2 separate regions of the Mus musculus genome follow, and region 1 is linked to region 2. Evidence: chromatin contacts called from public HiChIP or PLAC-seq data. All regions are on one chromosome and are shown on one strand. Each heading gives the region's core, a stretch centred on a gene start, on an enhancer-like site or on the middle of the called end of the contact. The rest is flanking DNA. Distances are from core to core; before and after follow the strand shown.

Region 1 (2,901 bases), core at 344-2,843, 940 kb after region 2:
GCTGGGAAGAAGCCTCATAAACCCAGCTGTGTGTCGGGACCGTGGGACCAGTGGCACTATCTCTGGGCTCATCTCTTCACCCCTGGCCCCTACCTGCCTGTCACCTTTGCAGAGTGCTAGCTAGTCTTTCCTGCTGATTTTTAAGGTGATCCCGTGACAGCTTCTGGTGCCTCCTGAGGACTCTGGTGGGGGAAGACCAGATGCATATTTCAGGGAAACGAGTCCTTGGGCATCTGACCCTCTCTGGACCAGGTCCCTCCAGAATAGCACAGGTCCCAGCAAAAGGCACATTTGATTTGCCAGCCCTAACTCGAGGAACTGGTGACCTGGCGTCCTCCCAAGGGAGGACTCAACATCATCTGACCCCCGCCCCCACCCCCCAACATGCTCCTTTGAGCTCCTCTGGGGATCTAATCCTTCCATCAGCTCCTGGGGGTGGGGCAGGGACAGGAACTCTCACCTAAAAAAAAAAAAAAAAAAAAAACACAGGCTGTGGTGCTTCAGATGTGCACTGCTCAGGATTTGTGGGAGCTGGTCCCTGGGAACTCTGTCCTGATGGGGGCCAAGTCCCCAAGGACACCTTCTGTTTATTTGGTATTACCCTGTCTCTCTGTCCCTAGCCACCATCGGCCTTGGAAGTGGGAGAAGCCCGCATGCTGGAAAGCCCCAAAGCTATGACCTTCACTGTTGGGAAAACTCTAGTCTTTATCTCTGGGGAGGAACTTGCTGGTATCTAGGAACCAGCTCTAGGCTCCCTGCCCTCCTGAGCCAGGTTTGAACACTTGGCTGTGTGACCTTACCCTCACCCTGTCCCTGGAGACAGCCCCTTACCATCTGGCTGTTGCTGCAACGTAAGATAATTGTCCTGGGGCTCCTTGGTGGGGCTGCCTGCTATGGTAGCATCTGCCCTTTTTATCTAAGAGGGTGGGGAAGGCCTCAAGATGGGTACCTGACAGTCTCTGGCCTGAGGCCTGCAGGAAGATGATAGATCCTTTATAGGGCCTTCCCCCCTCATCCAAGGGGTGGGGTCCAAATTGCAGGTAAATGGCTAAATGGCATCAGGTGAATTACCACCGGAGAAAGTGCCGGGTAAACTATAGAGTGCTCTCTCCCTCAGGAATTAAGATAATGGCGTCATTATAATAATTACTGCAATCACCATGAAGTGGAGGTGCTCAGGTTGTGGGAGGCTGTGGGTGGCAGAGTCAGGATGGAGACTCATCCAACAGCCCAGATCATAAAGCCAGGCCCTGATGGAGCCCAGATGTAGCAGCCATGGTCAACTAAGAGACCCTTCCAGGGCTGCCCCTAAACACAAAGACCAAGGACCCTCTGTATGCTCCTCTCTTGGCTAGAGACCCCCACCATCCTGAGCCCATAGTAGGCCTGTGGGAAACTGCTGGGTGGAGAAACTGAGGGAGGAAGAACACAAAGCCCAGTCCTTGGGTCCTTTTCCTCCCTACTACCTCCCTGAATCTGAGCCAGTGTTCCTCTTGACCCGGTCCACCCACACCCAGGACCTGGTGATCCCTCCCAGAGGTCAGAATCTCCCTGAGAGCTTGTTAGCCCCCGGGGCGCCAGGCCCGCCCTGCTGGGCTCCAGTTCATCTTCTGAGGCAAGCTGAAAATTTGCATTTGTAATGAGATCCTTAGCGATGCTGCTTGCCTGGGGACCGCAATTTGAAAGCTACACCCTTGTCCTTAAAGACCTTCCTTCTCTCTGGCCTGGGTGCCCACCTGGTGGAAGAGCTGAGCTGTTTCCTTCATCTTCAGCTCCCAAGAGAAAGCCACAGCCCATCTCCGGGGCATCACACCTGTCTTCTTGAAGGGCAAAGACTAGGACCCATGTGAGCAAGCACAGAGCTACAGGGAGGCCCTTGTTGTGATGTGCTCTAACACCTGTCTGTCTGTCTGTCTACCTAGCATGTATCTATCATCTCTTCCCATGAAACAATACCAGAAAGAAAAAAAAGAAAATGGACTTGACAGATGTTTTTTGTCTTGTGGCTTTGTTTCTCTTCTTTTTTTCTCTAGTTCAAGGTTCTACGATGTGACCCAGACTATCTTAGAACCTGATCCTCTAGCCTCAACCTCCTGAGCTTTCAGAATCCAGGCCTTGGACACCATGCCTGGCCTATTCTTCTCTAATTTTTGTTGTTTTGGTTTTTCAGCACAGGAAGGGTCTCTCTACGAGCTCTGGCTGTCCTGGAATTCTAAGTGTAGCGCATCCTGTGTTGTGTAGCCCAGGCTGTGTGTATAGCCCAGGCTGTGAGCCGCCACACCTGGCTATTCCTTACAATCTTAAATTCTCTGTGTTTTTTTCCTTGGGGTTTTGTTTGTTTGTGGGAGGCACTTATTTTCTTCATGTTTGTTTTTTGAGTCACAGATAGCTCAGGCTGGCTCCCAGTATAGCCAAGGGATGACCTTGAACTCTTGGTCCTGCTGCTGAGCGCTGGGACTACAGTGTTCAATACAATGCCCAATGTGTTGGATGCCTTGGCTCTAAGTCAGGACCTCGTGCCGGCTGGCCAAGCATTCTATCAAATGAGCTACATGCTCATTCTCGGCTCCTCTTTTCCTTTTGTTTTGTTGGTTTTCGTTTTTTGAGACATTTTTTTTTTTCTGTGTAGTCCTAGCTGTCCTATAACTCATTCTGCAGAGATTCACCTGCCTCTGCCTCCCAAAGCTGTGTGCCCCTCCACCTCCAGGAAAGGGAGGACTTTTATTTTTGTTTGTTTTGGTTTTTGGTTTTTTGGTTTGTTTTTTGGTTTTGTTTTGTTTTGTTTTGTTTTGTTTTTTTTGAGACAAGAGCTCATCTGTGGCCCAGTCTGGTCTTGACTTCAAGGTAATCCTCCTGCCTCAGCCTCCCAATTATTAGGATTCTACAGGCACGAGCCAGCAA
Region 2 (2,903 bases), core at 230-2,729:
AGAGGTTTCAAAGTAAAGACACCCACAAGGAAGCTTTCCTCATTCAACGGCTCAACTACCTGGGCAAAGAATGGGAGCTGTCGGCCCAGGGAGAGACGTGGGAGCCGGTCAGATTGCAAGAGGTGAGACTGTTGGAGGGTGGGTGAAGGGGGGGGAGGGAGAAGTTCCCAGCCAAGAAGAAAAGAGAAAGCATTGTATTTCCTTTTCATTCTCCCCGGGAGAAAAAGAAAACTTCCGAAGCCCAGGCCGCAGTATTTCATTGGGCAAACACAAGGAACCTGGTTTGAGTTAACAGAGAGGGAGCGCCCCTCCCCCCGCAGGCACACACGCAAGTCCTACGGTCTGTTCCCAGGAAGCTCAACCGCCATCCACCCCGCCAGTCTAGGACACTCACCCACAGCAACCAGGGGTCCCCCAAAGGGGAAAGGCAGCTCCAGCAGACGACGCCACAGACACAGGAGGGCAGATTTGTTCCTCCGGCTGGGGGCGCTCCAGGAATGGGGAGGAGCCAGAGATCAGGATCGCAGCCTTCAACGTCCCAAGCCAGCGGTTAAATCATTAACCAACCGCTACCTACTCGCCCCTGAAAAAGCCTCGAGCCCCATGCTTCGGACGTACCGGGCGCGCGCGCAGGTCCCCCCGCGTAAAGCCTCGTCCCAGGTTTCTAAGGGACCGCCAGCTCGGCCCAGCCCCACCCTGCGCCTCTTGCGGCCTTGGCCTCCAAGTCTTCCAAGGGAGGCGGGCGGGGCGGGAGAAGGAAGGGCTCCGACGGGCGGGGAGTATTTGCTCTTTAGGCTATTGCCTTCCAGCCGGCTCTTGCCCTCCTTTCTCCCCGGCCGGGCGACACCGGGTGGCGCCTAAAGCAGTGTGTGTACACGGGAGAGCACGCGTACACCCCTCTACCACTACCGACGAACTCAGCGGTTATTCATGGAGAAGTCTGTGCGCACACGCCCCCCTCGGGGCGACCGCCGCCGATTGTTGTGTGCCTGCCCACGGCAACACACACCCCATTCCTGCGCGAGGGGGTGGACCTTTAAAACCTGCCCACTCACCCCACCCCGAACAGTCCCCGTGGCCAGATCGGGGCGTACTGGCGACGCTGAGCCCTGTTGTTACCCCCTCCTCCGCAAATGATTTTCTGGGACACGGTATGTGACTCTGGGTCTGGTCCCAGGCATGCCTACCCACGCTGGGCACAGAGGGGTGTGTTTGTGTGCGCGCGCGCCCTGCTCCTAGGTCCTCATCTTCCCCATCCCCGGGTCTTTCTACCTTCTCCACGTCACCAGGGGTCTCGAGCCTACCCAGGCCTCACGCGGCCACTGGGCCACAAACGGATGCTCGTCGCCTACCTCGGTCCCCAGCTCCCCGAGCGCGGACCAGGTGCGGCTGTACGCTCCCCTCGGTGTGCTTGGCGCCTCGGCAAGGCTGGCGACCCATGGCAGCGCCGGCGTTTGTTTCCTCTGGCTCCCGGGGCTCCGAGTGTGCTAGAAGCTAGGACACTCCCCTCCCAGGCTCCTCCCAGCCCTCCCTCCCATTTCCCTCCGCGCTGATGTCACTCCGTCGCAGCAGCCAATGACTGCCACGGAACTCAACTCGGCTGCTTGGCCTCCCAGGTTCAAATCTAAAAGCCTGAGACGCCCCCCACAAGCTCCTAGTAGGGTAGACAGAGCAGGTCTTGCTTTGAGGAGTCGCGCCCCACAGCCCCCAGTGCTCTGCCGCGGAACCGACGTGCGGTCCGCAGAAACAGGAGCACATCCCCTCCCCAGGAACCAAGGGGAAGCTCTCTCTTGGCTCTTCCAGTTTTGAACAATGGTAAGAAAACAACTCCCTCCAGGACGTTACCCACTTCTGGACCACGAGCAGGAGCTTGGGCTCCGTGGATTCCCTCTCCATCTGGAGGGCGGGAGAAGCAGGTCCGCCCGAGTCCAGACCCGGTCTGAGCAGTGGAGGAACTTTTCAGCAAGGTGACCTGGCTTTGATAGCTCTGTCTGGTGATCATGGGCTCTTAAGTACCCTCCCAGGGAACCTCCCGGAATTAAATCCCGCGTGCTTGGGTAGAGGAAGCCCCACCTATGAATGATCATTAAAAGCAATAAAAGCCAGGGGCGAAATAGTCAATAAAGAGGAAACGGAGCCAACCCAAAGTGAAAGTTCCCTAACTACTTAAAGGAAGTGGGGGTGGGGTGGTGTAGGCCTCAGCCTCCTTTTTCCCCAGAGTTGCCTCACGGTCCCTCAGCTCCTTCACTGTCCTCTGGAAACCCTGTCTCTCAGGATCCCACCCCATCCCCGACCTCTCCCCCATCTCCCCGTCTATCCATGAAAACTTCAAACTGTCCATATTGTGTGAAAATCAAACCTAAAAGGTCAGTGTCGCTGGGCAGTGGTGGTGCACGCCTTTAATCCCAGCACTCAGGAGGCAGAGGCAGGCAGATTTCTGAGTTCGAGGCCAGCCTGGTCTACAAAGTGAGTGCCAGGGCTATACAGAGAAACAACCCTGTCTCAAAAAACCAAAAAAAAAAAAAAAAAAAAAAAAAAAAGTTCAGTGTCTGGTCTAGGGGTCCAGTTCCGGCTGCGGAGCACGAGGCTGGTTCAATTCAAGCCCAGCACCACCACCAACCAAAAGAGATGTCAAAATTAGTGAAACTAAAACACGGGGTCCAAAGTAACTTGGGATGGGGATATCCCTGGGGTTCTGACCGTGATTGGGTTACCATGGGGAATTTATACCTCCTCCCCCTACTCTGACTGTCCTTGTATGGGTCCCTCACCTGGAGGTTGTCAAGATGAAAGAGAAATGTGGTTTAGAATAGACAACAGTGTCGGAGTCAGGTCTGTGGGTCAGAGGTAGCTGTAACAGGGCACTAGGGCAAACCAGTAGGAGAGAGTTGTGTTGCCTCTGG

The links. HiChIP or PLAC-seq counts read pairs in DNA pulled down with a chosen protein or histone mark.
Region 1: an H3K27ac HiChIP or PLAC-seq map of embryonic stem cells shows a contact between it and region 2, with 6 times the contacts expected there. The contact joins the enhancer-like site here to the promoter of Cdc42ep4 in region 2. A contact is called at or near these places in 4 of 39 promoter capture datasets (the 3T3-L1 cell line, embryonic stem cells and liver), 1 of 484 Hi-C or Micro-C datasets (liver) and 5 of 115 datasets of contacts at active chromatin or transcription factors (embryonic fibroblasts, embryonic forebrain, embryonic stem cells and 1 more).

What each region holds. Positions count from the first base shown.
Region 1 is chr11:114,691,183-114,694,083 of GRCm38.p6, forward strand. All of the region lies in intron 3 of Ttyh2 (tweety family member 2), which reads left to right. Among named protein-coding and RNA genes, the nearest start is that of Ttyh2, 17 kb to the left of the region's middle. Within about 2 kb of position 1,594, at least 35 of the 459 cell types and tissues checked have an H3K27ac peak or open chromatin away from gene starts, as enhancers often do. A contact at or near this core is called in embryonic stem cells and liver, where this site is marked.
Region 2 is chr11:113,750,336-113,753,238 of GRCm38.p6, forward strand. It overlaps Cdc42ep4 (CDC42 effector protein (Rho GTPase binding) 4), which reads right to left and starts at 1,480. Exons shown (of 2, transcript NM_001163346.1): 1 at 1,353-1,480.